Regions from separate parts of the Mus musculus genome. Here region 2 is linked to region 1. A link is a contact called in public Hi-C data. All regions are on one chromosome and are shown on one strand. Each heading gives the region's core, a stretch centred on a gene start, on an enhancer-like site or on the middle of the called end of the contact. The rest is flanking DNA. Distances are from core to core; before and after follow the strand shown. Region 1 holds the start of Fam110c (family with sequence similarity 110, member C). Region 2 overlaps Gm40361 (a long non-coding RNA gene).

Region 1 (6,902 bases), core at 4,388-6,887:
ATCATACTTAGAATGCAGAACCTCTCAAAGCCCAGAGGCAGTCTTTGCTTCAAAACATATCCTCTGCAGACAATGGGTTGATGCCAAATGCAGGCAATTCCACTGTATGTGAAGTGGAACCAGACCTCAGGCATGTGGTGAGCCAGTTTTTATCCCCTTTATAAGGTAAGAAGGAGGGTGTTACTGAGCACTTTCTGTTGGAACCATTGTTAAAGAGCTAACGGAAGGACCCCATAAATATTGGCTAAATCTCAAGAAACTGTTATGTACAAAACAGTACTTCTTTTAGCAGGCTCTCAATTCTCACGAATCTCTCAATGGGTGCTTCCACATACTTATGGCCAAGCAGACAGTGGCATTAACGAAATGAATATGAAGCCCTCAAGTGATTTTAAATGTCCTCCTCACATCATTACAAAATACTACCAGTTGTATAACAGGAATAAAAGTTTAGTTCTATAGGGAGGCTTGGAAACCAGTCTGTGCGTTGGGTGACTGTCTCAGCCATAGCACTTAAGTAGACTAATTGCTCTTTGTGCTCACAGAACAGTAAGTGGCATAAATCAGTTGAAAGGAGAATAACATTGCATCCATGCTTGATTCCATACTTTCTTCTTCTCCTTAAAAATGTCTACATATCTGATTTATTAATATTAAATATTATCAAAACACATTGCAGAAACTGTCATTAAGTCAGACCAACAAATGTCCTGAAAATATACTCCAGCAGCTGCTGTTTCTTCAGCCGTTCCTCTGAGACACCCTCTTGCAAGGAGAACGCTCCGAGTGGTCTCTAATATCTGCCCTCCCACCTTCCCCACAGCACGCCATCATGGCCAATAGATAAGCCTTATCAATAGAGTGCTTTATTCCTAGGATAGCAGCAACTCTGTATTGTTGGAATACACCAAACACATGGCTCTGGAGTTTCAGACGCCTACAATTTATGGGTCTGTTCATCACCGGGGAAGTTTGCTTCCTGTGGAGAAAACAGAAATAAAACGTGAGTAAGCTCTCATTTGCAGCAACATGTACAACAATGCACGGCCTCGCCTGTGTTTGGTTTTATGACGGCTCTATTATTTCGAAACATCTTTTGTGTTTCAAATTTTGAAAGAAAAGTCTATAGAGAGATTTATCTGGCTTCTCTTTAAAAAAAAAAGAAAGTCTCTCTGTACAAGCCTTTTCCTGGAATTTGGAAAGTTCTCTTTCCTCCCAAAGCTCATGGGTGGAATACTGACAAAGGCAGAGTTAACTGCTCTAGGGATGGACGACAAAACTAATAGCAAGGGATGCTGTCCACTGGGACACTTGAGGCAAACAAAGATCATGAGCTCCAACATGTCTGGGTGCTGACTGAGAAGCAGGGAAGGACGGCCCTCGTGCTTTGGGCTATTTGTTTACACTCTGTTCCTGGAGAGCTCCCAGTGTAGACTAGAGATCCCAGTGTAGATCATGAAGATGGGAACAACATCTGTCTTCCAAATATGTGACAGTTTAGTCCTTCCGCAGGTCTCCTTTCTTTACAAATGGGAAATGTGAAGATAATTGTGACTATCTTAAATTTTGTCCAAAAATCAAGCAGCGTTTATCTTTAACCATCCCGAAGGACAAGTTATCACTTTTCATGCACACATTAAAACCAGCAATTTATATATTTTATTTTTAAAATGTCAGAAAAACCTAAGTTTCAGCAGGTAATCCTTTGATAAATTGATGGACAGGATGGTCATTGAAAATCAGGAAATGGGAGGTCAACGCTCTGGAATTATACCCTGGAAAACACTACTAAAATGGTTCATGCGTGACCGTTCATCTCCTCATGTCCCTAGAAGGGGGTGGAGTGGGTGGGATGAGAATCCTATGATTCTCTGTTTTCAGTTACACTGGTTTCAGTGTTGACCAGCAAATGTTTAAGTCCACTGAATAAGACATTTATAAATTTGCACTTTAATTCTGAATGTTTCTTTTATTGTGTTTTATAAGTGTCTAACTAAGAAAGCCAAACATTCGTGTAAATCAATGGTTCAAACTTTCCAGTGCTGCCACCCTTTAGTACGGTTTGTCCCCCAAAGGGGGCATGGGCCACAGGTTGAGAGACTCTGATATAAATGGTATTTATATTCTTTCACTCATAATTCCACCCTTGTTCATCTCAATGCTCTGTAACTTTTATAAAACCCCACTTCAACACAAATGCAAACTAGAAGAAAACCTGACCTTACAGATTTTGATTTTTGATTCTGTATCTTCAGATACCCTAGGAACTGAGTTAGAACTGCGTGGGCGTGCTCTGCTCTGCTGTACGCTTTGGTGCTGCCCACTAGGACTTGCTCTTTCTGGAGAACACAGAGTCTGGAGGAAGCGCAGAGAGCTCAGATCTTGCCCGGGATTGTCACTTCATGGTCCCAGTGTTCCAGACACCTCTGCAGTGCTTACATAGCACAGACTGCTTCGTGGGTGAAGCAGAGTAAAGTTATGAGGTAAACTTCCTGTGGCGACTGCCAGAAGCCTTGAGAAGATCTGGGCAACTATCTCCTGGGTTTTATTTCAGCTTATTTCTATGTCATTGTGTTACCTCACCATTATTTATATTCCAAACAGGTAATTCTTCTCTTGTGTTTCGCTCGCAGACTAAAAGTATACAGATATTTGATGACACGGAAAGTAAAATACAGAAGATGAGCACTCTCTTGCTGTGGCTTTGCCCTTTTTAAAAAATATAGACAAAGCAAGTCAGCCCTAATATGTGTGCATCAGGACCTCCAAAACCTGTGACATCACATAGGTGGGACCTACAGACCTGTTACCAAGACAACAGCTACCATGTTCCCAGAATCCACTTGGCTTTCCTCCCACCTTTACCTATGTTACTTCATTATCTATACATATAAGGGGAATGCCCCTCCCCCCCTTTTTCCCCTTCTCTTTCTGCTGCCCCTCCCCTACCCCACCTCTCCCAATAAACCTCTTACATATGGAACTGTTTGGGCCCTGTGTGCTGTGTTCAGACGCGAGCCGCTATTTTAACACATCAAGCCCTTTGCTGGTTCCCTCTCTCTATGCCACAATGCCCACAGTGACACCATGACACACCCTTGCCATCATGCACATATCTCAGATTCAAGGACAATTTTGTGCAAATACAAATTGATATAGGTTTTTGGTTTTTGTTGTCCTCTTTATTATTATCATCTGTACACATTCCCTGGGGATGTGTACTAACGTAACATGCAAATCTTCAATACATTATAAGAAAGAACCTGAATTTAAGAAAAGTTAACTCACCCCTCCTTACTATTTTTACATCTGTATAAAGGGCCACTAAACAGTACTTTAAGGATTTCTGTTGTTCTTAAACACAGGTTGCTGAGTCTATGCATCTTGGGGGGCTGTCCCCTGAGATTCACATTCTAGTGAGGTCTCTTCTGTTAGTATTTATCTCAATGCCAGAAAACGTAATGATTTTTAAAAACTTTTTCATAGTAACTTGCTCTCAAAGGCAGAATGGGGAAAAAAAGCCATTGAAATGTTTAAATGCTTTGTTCTTAAGGATACTCATATAAAAGTGTCTCCTCTTTTTTACTCCAAAGGAACATTCATAACAAATTAGAAGGAGGGAGGGTGGGCAGCCTTCCCTCTTTATTACAGGCTGAGGATAGAGGAGTCTATGGTTAAATCCTGGACCAGGTGCTTATACTGTGTACTATCGCCAGTGGAAAAACAAACAAACAAACAAACAAACAAACACAGTCACAGCAGTTTACACTGGAATGCAGTCTAGATCAGAGCCTTCAGTCAAAACAATTCAAATGCAGCTATTTTCATACTAAAGAAATATTAAGGTCTCAACACTTCAAAGCCTGAGGAAGGAGAGCGCCTGGAGTGTTTCTTACTGCTGAAAGTGAGACATCAGGGCGTACCAGGGGCCAAGGATGTCCTGAGGACATCAGGAAGACCCAGCAGGAGACAGTCCAGGTGCGTAGCGGCCTAAAGCTCAGAAGCTACCTACTTTCAAAACGGGAAATGGCCGCAGTGTAAAACTGCAGCCAGGAAGTATTTTTGTACTTCAGGTTTCTTCCATTTTAACTACAATAAGGCGGCAGGGAGAGAGTTAACTTAATGACCTTTCCGGGCACTCAGATTCAACACTAGGAGGGCACATGGGTGCCTTCATTCCGTAGGAGCTATACATTAACCATGAGCTGCGATTGGCCAGCACCCAGCTTAGCCAGCAGCACGCATAAACACAAACCCCACCTTCCAGCTTCCTGGCACTCACCTGGATCAGATGTCAATCAGGCAGGTCCCTGTAATTTCTGGCTGGGGGTTTCTTTGGCCTTCTTGCAGGTAAACAGCCACTTTATGATACGGGCGTTCCTTTCTACTACCGAGGTGGTGCTAGGCACCTGCTCCAGGAGTTCCTCTTCTTGCAACCCGTCCTCGCTGTGCCTGGAAAAGCTACTATCAGAAGCAGCCATGCTCACGCTACGCACTTTGAGTGTAACACAGTCGGATCCAGCAGAAAAGTTCTCCCTCCCGAGAGCCTCCACTACGTCAGGGTCCAGGCCACAATACTTGAAGAAGGTGTCGGACTCAGCCTTGGCTATCGAGTAGCGGGAGCTGAGATCTGACTGAGAGCGCTGCAATCCTTTGCTACGCGACACCCGCAGCTGCACACCGGAGCATCCGACAGGAACCCTGGGAGCCACTTCAAAAGGCAAGGCTGGGGACTTCACAGCTACTACAGGGGTTGGAGGTGGTAACATAGAGGCTGGTCTGGTGGCTGCTGCCTGGCTCGACTTAGTCCAAGTGGCCTCTGTTTCCTTCGTCGTCTTATCTTCATTCGCCACCCTGGTCTTCTCAGCTGGGGACTTCACGGCTACAACAGGGGTTGGAGGTGGTAACATAGAGGCTGGTCTGGCGGCTGCTGCCTGGCTCGACTTAGTCCAAGTGGCCTCTGTTTCCTTCGTCGTCTTATCTTCATTCGCCACCCTGGTCTTCTCAGCTGGGGACTTCACGGCTACAACAGGGGTTGGAGGTGGTAACATAGAGGCTGGTCTGGCGGCTGCTGCCTGGCTCGACTTAGTCCAAGTGGCCTCTGTTTCCTTCGTCGTCTTATCCTCATCCGCCACCCTGGTCGTCTCAGGGGCCACTGCCATTTTGTCCTTGCCAGACCCCTGGAAAAACTTCTTCATCAGTCCCACTCTGGAACAGTCTGCATCTGACCCTCGTACGAATTCACATTTCTGCCGATAGATGACCAACGAATCAGGTCTCAGAGGCTTTCGAGCGATAGCCCTGCGTGCTACAGGAGCTGGGGCAAGAGCCGAAGGGATCGGGTTGCGGTGCTGCACCCCTGGGGCCTCAGGGACCCTGTGTTCAGATACAGGACCCCGGCTAGATCCCAGCGTGCTGCGAACATACTTGGCGCGGTCCGCTGCCAGTCTCTCCACAGCGCTCTTGTTCGCTGGCCGCGGGGTGAGAGTGTCCTCCGCTGCCCTGGGGTCCCCGAGAGGTGGCCGCATTCTAGCAAGCGAGTCCAGGGTCGGCAGGGCGCGCATTCTTGCAGGACTCGAACCCACCAGGCTGGTGTCCAGTAGAGACTACTTAAGTTCCGGCGCCACCCTGCCCGAGTCCGTTCCGAAGTCCGCAAGGGGTGGGGAAACACGCCCTACGGCCCCTCCGCCCAGATCCGGAGTTGGGGCGAGCCAGAGTGGCTGGGAAAGGTGAATCATTCCGGCGCCAGCTGGCTCCTCCCACCCAGGACTTGAACCTCCTACACCTGCTGTCCCCGCCCCTTACCTTTTGGTTTCCCGGGCACGAACCCACAACCCCACCCCCAGCCTCCTGTCAGGTGCCCTATCTCTTGTTTCCTACTTACTACATCCAAACATCCCTTGTCTCCAGCCAATACTCGCAAATCTTCTCCTCTGTCTTACCGTCCCCCGACCCCACACTCCCTCTTCTGGAAGGTGGGGAAGTTTCACAAGGTGAGGCTGCGAGGGACCAAGCCTGCTTGCTCAGCGCCAGGCATCTCAGGCTTCCTTCTAGCTTTCAGAGTCTTTGAGGTCTTTCTTTACTGGGGGCTCAAGAGTCCAGAGATAAGGGTCAGAAAGAAGCGCTCCGCCCAGCCCCCCCGCATCCACCTTTACACATACACACAAACAATATGTCCTTTTAATTCTTAAAGTGACCTCATTACATTTGGAAATTTTCCGTTTTATTTCTGTAGTTTTTTTTGTACGATTTGGAGGAAATAGGGTACGAAAGAAAACATTTACCATGTCAAGATTAGTGTGGGCTGACAGAACCCAAGAACCACCTGAGACCCGACTTAAATCCACAAGTCATTGGCTGGTGCCACAAGTCTCATTACCATATTGTTGTTGTTATTATTATTAAGAAAAACCCTAACACCTGTAAGAATCAACCCTGGTGATTAGAAAACCTAGGGCTTGCCAACAAGGGAAATCAGCCCAAGATTGTAGAAAGCTTAAGAAGATATTTCCAAAATTCCATCGATCATAGAGTTGGACAGAAGACTGAAAGTATCTGCCAGACAAGTGAAATGCTCACGTTATCTCCTTTGTGGGGGCGGTCTTGGGTCTTGGGTCGTGCTGACCAGTCCAAGCTGCAGTTAAATGCTCTGGACATACAGTTGCAGGGTTTAGTCCAATTCTTTCTGGAAAAGAGCTTTGAGTGCCATTGTACCACAGGAGGGGTAGAGAAGCCTTCCTAAAAAGAGAGGCGCATAGCAAGTGTGTTTAGTGAGCCACGGGAGAACCACGTGGGGACCCAAGTCAGCCGAAAGTCAGAAAGTCAGACTGTCCACATAGTCTGGTTGGAAATGAGGAAATGAGATACCTTTTTTTTTTCCTTGTTGGAAATTGGGTCGGTAC
Region 2 (7,527 bases), core at 3,171-5,670, 38 kb before region 1:
TTTCTGAGGTCATGCTTATGGTTTCACAGTCCCTGTTGCCACGGAGCCGTGCCATGATGTAGAGTGAGGCTGAGGTTTGTTAATCAGGGCCACAGTGAGGACACAGAAAGGAGGACACAGAAAGGAGAGAGCAGCAGCCTGCATGCCCTCTGTGGGAGGAACGCTCAACTCTGTATGACAACTCCGATTCACCGTCATAGCGTGTTATCTAAATAACTCTGAGAAGGCAAGGCAGGTCTCCTGGGTGCAGTGCTAGAACCAGGGGCCTGTGACTAAGGGGCGGGTGATAGACTGGATAATTGCTGTTTCGGGCTGTTTGCAAGGCTATACATCTTGGAGACAGAAGAACGGAAGCGGATGACATATTTGTAATATGTATGTGTGTCCGAACTCTCTCACCAAGCAGCCATGTTGAAAGACAAATTGACAGAGGCTGAGAAGGAGGAGGTCCTGGTTGGTGGAATGGACCATCACGGACGGGGCAAGAGCAATTGGTTTTGTTGTTGTTGTTGTTTTGTTTGTTTGATAAAGGACCCAGAACCTGATAACTTCTGAAGCACCTCCAAGTGAACCATGTCGTTCCGGACCAGAAAGTCAGTCCGATCCCTTATGAAATTTCCCTAAGGATCTTGCACCATGTGTGAAAGTTGGAACATTTCCCCCAAGAGCTCTCAAGGGACAACAATTGTCTTTAGGTGCATAAATGACACAGTGGCCCAAGGGGTTCACTGGAGTGGTTTTGAGTCTTATATCAACCACAACCACCACCACCACCTCCACCTCCACCACCTCCACCCCTGTCCAGCCTTTGTTTGGTGATAAACGGTGATGTGGAAGAGTCTAAGGTGAAATCAGCCCTTCTGACCACAAGGTGCTATTGGCATGTTGCTTTCTCATTACAATAGAAACCCAAGGCCATGCCAGAAACATGGAATACCAGAGCAAATACCTATATTTATGAATGTAGAACTTAATTAATGTCCTGTATTCTAAATTACTGTTTACTTGTGCTTTGATAAAAAGCTGAGCATTTAGTATCCCATATTTAATGTTACTTATATTCCTCAGTCTGATGCAGTGAGAGATGTGATCTGGGACTTGGGAGCAAACTTCAGCCAGGGCTAGCCCATGGGTACCTGTTGCTTTGACTCTACTCTGCCCGGAAAATGAGATTTACCAATGAGACAGGCAAATACACACGTCTCAGAGGACATTCCAGCCTTTCCATAGTATTGTGAAGTAGATAAGCTAAATGAAAAAATGCTTCTTCACCTCAAGTTAGTAATTAAACTTTTCACCCATCTTTCCTCTATACATTATACATAAGTTTGGTTGGTTCACATTGTTGGTCCGTTGTAGACAATGTTCCCTACAGAAACCACTTTCCTCATAGCTGAGATGGAGGTTCCATTTCATCATAAAAGTTAATATATAGTATTCTGAGTATCAGCTTTTCATGAGCTTGAAACCTACCTCAATTGCAGTTTCGACTCCCTTAAAAACTGGGTGTTTCCAGCCTTACGATCACTGTTATTTCACAGCCTTGGTTCATGTAGTTGAGCGGGAGGGCTTTGTTTCCTCAGTGTTTATTATTTTGCTATACTGCATAAGTTTCTAAATTAATGTATTGCAACATACCACTGCCTCCTCCAACATAGTGTGTGCATGTGAGACAATATCTTATATAGTAACCTTACAATACTTTGAAAGATCTAAAAGACAGAGACAGCCAGAAACTCATACGAAATGGAATGAAAAACAAAATCCATATTTAGCATGGCATTTCATAAAATTATTCATATTCTTCCAGTGAGCATTAATAATTTAGAAACTCAAAATTGACATATTTATGAATGAAGTTGAGTCTATACAGCCTATAGAATATTTCTTCTGAAATCTTTTTTGTTTTTGATTTGTTTTTTTTTTTTTTTTTGTTTGTTTGTTTGTTTTTCGAGACAGGGTTTCTCTGTATAGCCCTGGCTGTCCTGGAACTCACTTTGTGGACCAGGTTGGCCTCGAACTCAGAAATCCGCCTGTCTCTGCCTCCCAAGTGCTGGGATTAAAGGTGTGCGCCACCACCGCCTGGCTCTTCTGAAATCTTTATTCACACAATTATACACAATTACTGCAGTGACATTGGTGATGTAATCAAAGCTTAAAGAATGTGATGTTGGTGCTGGAGAGATGGTTCAGCGGTTAAGAGCACTGACTGCTTTTCCAGAGGTCCTGAGTTCAATTCCTAGCAACCACATGGTGGCTTGCAACCATCTGTAACAGGATCTGATGCCCTCTTCTGGTGTGTCTGAGGACAGCGACAGTGTACTCACTTATACAAAATAAATAAATCTTGAAAAGGAATTTAAAAAAGTGATGTTATTCATTAACTAATCAATGCCAGCAGTGTATACACATCATCATTAGAAACATTTTTATATGAGAAAGATAAAATGAGGAACAAAGTTTTTTGACAACTATTTTAATTAGTTAAAAAACAATTTTACTTCTGATCTCAGTTTCCCCTCCTTCTTCTCCTTTCAGATCTTCCCGAGAGTCAGAAACAGCCCTACTCCTGCTGAGAGGAGTCCCACATGAAGACCAAGCTACGCAACTATAGCATATGTGCAGAGGGCCTAGGTCAGTCCCATGCACTCCGAGTCATGATTTCTGTGGACTCAGAAGCTTTGGACCAACAAATGGTGTAGCTTTCTCTCACACTTTAACCTTCAGATTTGCCTAAACTACCTTCCCCTGTTGGCTTCTTCCAGTGATTGCGATGTCCACTATCAGAAGGACTGAGATCTGCATTCAGATGAACTGAGTTAAAATGCAGGCTTGCTCCAAAAATGTACTTCTAAAACTGCGCTTTGGGAATACAGTTATGTACACACAATCTCAGCTTCAAGGGTAGTCAGTGTGAAATGCTGGTAAGATAAATGATCAAAATGTCCAGGGGCAGGTCACTTGCTAAAACAGTAAATAACATCATACTGCAGAGTCTATGCTGTGCTTGACAGGTGTGTGGGAAGGGAATGCCTGGCACAGGCGGAAACCAAAACACCAAACAAACTGGTAAAGCCGTGTTGCCAGTGTTGCATTGTCCTTGTTCTTCAAACGAAAACTACAGCTGGTTTTTGCTACTTTCTGGGTTCTTCCTTCTCCCACCCATTATCCCCCCAGTTTCACACTCTCTCTCTAGAAAGGAGAGAAAGATGGATAGATGTGTATGAGAGAAAGATCTGTGAGTATAATTTCTTTCTTCTTGTTTCTTCTTTGTGCATGACTACTAACAAACTACAAATACTCCCCCTCCCAGCCCCCGAAAGACCATCAGCGACCAGCCCTGCCTCTCAGGGCCCTGTCATTTGTGTACGCTCTGACAAGTTCCCAGGATTCCAAATGTCACGCAATCACGGAAGCTATCTGCAGCTCGCTATGTATTCAGCTCTGGGAGAGGAGGAACAGGTCACAGCCAGCTGCTGTAGACAACATCCCCAGACTCCCACAGCTGGGATTAAAATGAAAACATATTCTTATAATATTTGTTTTTTTTTTCAAGAAACCAAAATTCCAGAATTGTCACTACATTCCGCCCCGCCCCTGCTTCTGTATCAAGCCATTAATTGGGTTGTAGCGGAGAAATTAGAAACAGAGACGTTTTCAATGAAATAAGTGCTTTTCGGGTCAGTGGCCAAGTTTTTTCAGGAGGCCTTTCCTGCTCAGTTCAGTTTTATCAGTTTTGATGATATCCACAGCTTTTCATTTCCTGAGGAAATATAAACAAATCTACATTCCCAATGGAACACCTTTGCTGGTTTCCGTTCTGATGTTAACATATCGTTATAGTATATGGGCTGATTTCATTCCACAGGTTTTTTTTTTCTCTATAATCCAGTGTCTCTCAGCTGCTGTTCTTCCTTTCTCATTAACATTCAGAAAATTCAAAGTGAGCAGAGCATTATTTTGTCTGTCCCTGGGGTCTTTATGCTCCCTTTAACTTTTATAAGCATTTCCTCTAAGGTGCAATTGGACTGCATAGGGGTGTGTGGTGTACCTGTAATGTGCTTTATATTACAGTATGCCATGTTCTTTGATCACCCACAATGACATAATCTCAGCATTAATATATAGTGCTACAATTTCTACTGGATTTGTTCCTGACAATTGACATAGTCTTATTCTACCTTTTATGATTAAAGAAGCAACTTTTTCTATGAAAGTCTTTAATTTCTTACTTTGTTTGTGTGCTAAAAAAAAGTTCATTCCGCCGAGCAGCACCGGGTAGCTAGGGCGCACAGTCATCTGACTCCCGCCAGCTACCCACAACACCCGCCAAGCGATCTTAAGACTTCTGGTGAGTGGAACACAGCATCTGCTCCAATCCAATCGTGCGGGACCTGAGACTGAATTAGTCAGGGAAGCAAAAACCCGGTCTGAGTAGGGGCACAAGCCCCTTTCGGTCCGAGCAGCACCAGGGTAGCTAGGGCGTACAGTTGGCTGACTACCGCCAGATACTCACAACACCAGCCACGAGATCTTAAGAATTCTGAGGATTGGGATCTGCCCGGCACGGGAGTGCTTTGCCTGAGCATCAGCAGCAGACATCTCGGTTCCGGGACCCCGCCGAGTGTATCCTGCACAGACAGCTGGCCATTTTCCCGGCCAGAGGATAGGGATCTGCCTGGCATGGGAGCATTTTGCCTGAGCATCAGCAGCAGACATCTTGGTTCCGGGACCCCGCCGAGTGTATCCTGTACAGGCAGGTGACCATTTTCCTGGCCAGAGGATAGGGACCTGCCCGGCACAGGAACGCTTTGCCTGAGCATTGGCAGCAGACATCTTAGTTCCGGGACCCTGCCAAGTGTACCCTGCACAGACATCTTAGTTCCACGACCCCACCGAGTGTATCCTGCACAGCTCTAGAGATTACCAGATGCCGAAAGGCAAACGTAAGAATCCTACTAACAGAAATCAAGACCACTCACCATCATCAGAACGCAGCACTCCCACACCACCTAGTCCTGGGCACCCCAACACAACCGAAAAGCTAGACCCGGATTTAAAAGCATATCTCATGACGATGGTAGAGGACATCAAGAAGAACTTTAATAACTCACTTAAAGAAATACAGGAGAACACTGCTAAAGAGTTACAAGTCCTTAAAGAAAAGCAGGAAAACACAACCAAACAGGTAGAAGTCCTTATAGAAAAACAGGAAAACACATCCAAACAGGTGATGGAAATGAACAAAACCATACTAGACCTAAAAAGGGAAGTAGACACAATAAAGAAAACTCAAAGTGAGGCAACGCTGGAGATAGAAACCCTAGGAAAGAAATCTGGAACCATAGACTCGAGCATCAGCAACAGAATACAAGAGATAGGAGAGAGAATCTCAGGTGCAGAAGATTCCATAGAGAACATCGGCACAACAATCAAAGATAATACAAAACACAAAAAGATCCTAACTCAAAACATCCAGGAAATCCAGGACACAATGAGAAGACCAAACCTACAGATAATAGGAGTAGATGAGAATGAAGATTTTCAACTTAAAGGACTAGCAAATATCTTCAACAAAATTATAGAAGAAAACTTCCCAAACCTAAAGAATGACATGCCCATGAACATACAAGAAGCCTACAGAACTCCAAATAGACTGGACCAGAAAAGAAATTCCTCCCGACACATAATAATCAGAACAACAAATGCACTAAATAAAGATAGAATATTAAAAGCAGTAAGGGAGAAAGGTCAAGTAACATATAAAGGCAGACCTATCAGAATTACACCAGACTTTTCACCAGAGACTATGAAAGCCAGAAGAGCCTGGACAGATGTTATACAGACACTAAGAGAACATAAATGCCAGCCCAGGCTACTATACCCGGCCAAACTCTCAATTACCATAGATGGAGAAACCAAAGTATTCCACGACAAAACTAAATTCACCCATTATCTTTCCACGAATCCAGCCCTTCAAAGGATAATAACAGAAAAAAACCAATACAAGGACGGGAACCACGCCCTAGAAAAAACAAGAAGATAATCCCTCAACAAAACTAAAAGAAGACAGCCACAAGAACAGAATGCCAACTTTAACAACAAAAATAAAAGGAAGCAACAATTACTTTTCCTTAATATCTCTTAATATCAATGGACTCAATTCCCCAATAAAAAGACATAGACTAACAGACTGGCTACACACACAGGACCCAACATTCTGCTGCTTACAGGAAACCCATCTCAGGGAAAAAGACAGACACTACCTCAGAGTGAAAGGCTGGAAAACAATTTTCCAAGAAAATGGTCTGAAGAAACAAGCTGGAGTAGCCATTCTAATATCAGATAAAATCGACTTCCAACCCAAAGTTATCAAAAAAGACAAGGAGGGACACTTCATACTCATCAAAGGTAAAATCCTCCAAGAGGAACTCTCAATTCTGAATATCTACACTCCAAATGCAAGGGCAGCCACATTCATTAAAGACACTTTAGTAAAGCTCAAAGCACACATTGCACCTCACACAATAATAGTGGGAGACTTCAACACACCACTTTCATCAATGGACAGATCGTGGAAACAGAAACTAAACAGGGACACAGTGAAACTAACAGAAGTTATGAAACAAATGGATCTGACAGATATCTACAGAACATTTTATCCTAAAACAGAAGGATATACCTTCTTCTCAGCACCTCACGGGACCTTCTCCAAAATTGACCATATAATTGGCCACAAAACAGGCTTCAACAGATACAAAAATATGGAAATTGTCCCATGTATCCTATCAGACCACCATGGCCTAAGGCTGATCTTCAATAACAACATAAATAATGGAAAGCCAACATTCACGTGGAAACTGAACAACACTCATCTCAATGATACCTTGGTCAAGGAAGGAATAAAGAAAGAAATTAAAGACTCTTTAGAGTTTAATGAAAATGAAGCCACAACATACCCAAACCTATGGGACACAATGAAAGCATTTCTAAGAGGGAAACTCATAGCTCTGAGTGCCTCCAAGAAGAAACGGGAGAGAGCACATACTAGCAGCTTGACAACACATCTAAAAGCTCTAGAAAAAAAGGAAGCAAATTCACCCAAGAGGAGTAGACGGCAGGAAATAATCAAACTCAGGGGTGAAATCAACCAAGTGGAAACAAGAAGAACTATTCAAAGAATTAACCAAACGAGGAGTTGGTTCTTTGAGAAAATCAACAAGATAGATAAACCCTTAGCTAGACTCACTAGAGGGCACATGGACAACATCCTAATTAACAAAATCAGAAATGAAAAGGGAGACATAACAACAGATCCTGAAGAAATCCAAAACACCATCAGATCCTTCTACAAAAGGCTATACTCAACAAAACTGGAAAACCTGGATGAAATGGACAAATTTCTAGACAGATACCAGGTACCAAAGTTAAATCAGGATCAAGTTAACGATCTAAACAGTCCCATAACCCCTAAGGAAATAGAAGCAGTCATTAATAGTCTCCCAACCAAAAAAAGCCCAGGACCAG

The links. A called contact is a pair of places that touch in the nucleus more often than the background predicts.
Region 2: a contact with region 1 is called in a Hi-C map of embryonic stem cells, with 2.0 times the contacts expected there. The contact joins the enhancer-like site here to the promoter of Fam110c in region 1. A contact is called at or near these places in 1 of 15 datasets of contacts at CTCF or cohesin (the NIH/3T3 cell line), 3 of 484 Hi-C or Micro-C datasets (Sertoli cells, brown adipocytes and embryonic stem cells), 1 of 115 datasets of contacts at active chromatin or transcription factors (embryonic stem cells) and 2 of 9 other capture datasets (adipose tissue and liver).

Annotation. Positions count from the first base shown.
Region 1 is chr12:31,072,703-31,079,604 of GRCm38.p6, reverse strand. Fam110c (family with sequence similarity 110, member C) reads right to left here and starts at 5,637. Exons shown (of 2, transcript NM_027828.2): 1 at 4,283-5,637; 2 at 1-979. The coding sequence starts at 5,564. The coding sequence ends at 4,299. It overlaps Gm32443 (a long non-coding RNA gene), which reads left to right. Exons shown (of 9, transcript XR_381422.3): 7 at 877-1,003; 8 at 2,256-2,483; 9 at 2,634-2,977.
Region 2 is chr12:31,108,629-31,116,155 of GRCm38.p6, reverse strand. Gm40361 (a long non-coding RNA gene) reads left to right here. Exons shown (of 4, transcript XR_872642.1): 3 at 2,539-2,634. Among named protein-coding and RNA genes, the nearest start is that of Gm40361, 9.7 kb to the left of the region's middle. Within about 2 kb of position 4,420, at least 1 of the 459 cell types and tissues checked has an H3K27ac peak or open chromatin away from gene starts, as enhancers often do. A contact at or near this core is called in embryonic stem cells, where this site is marked.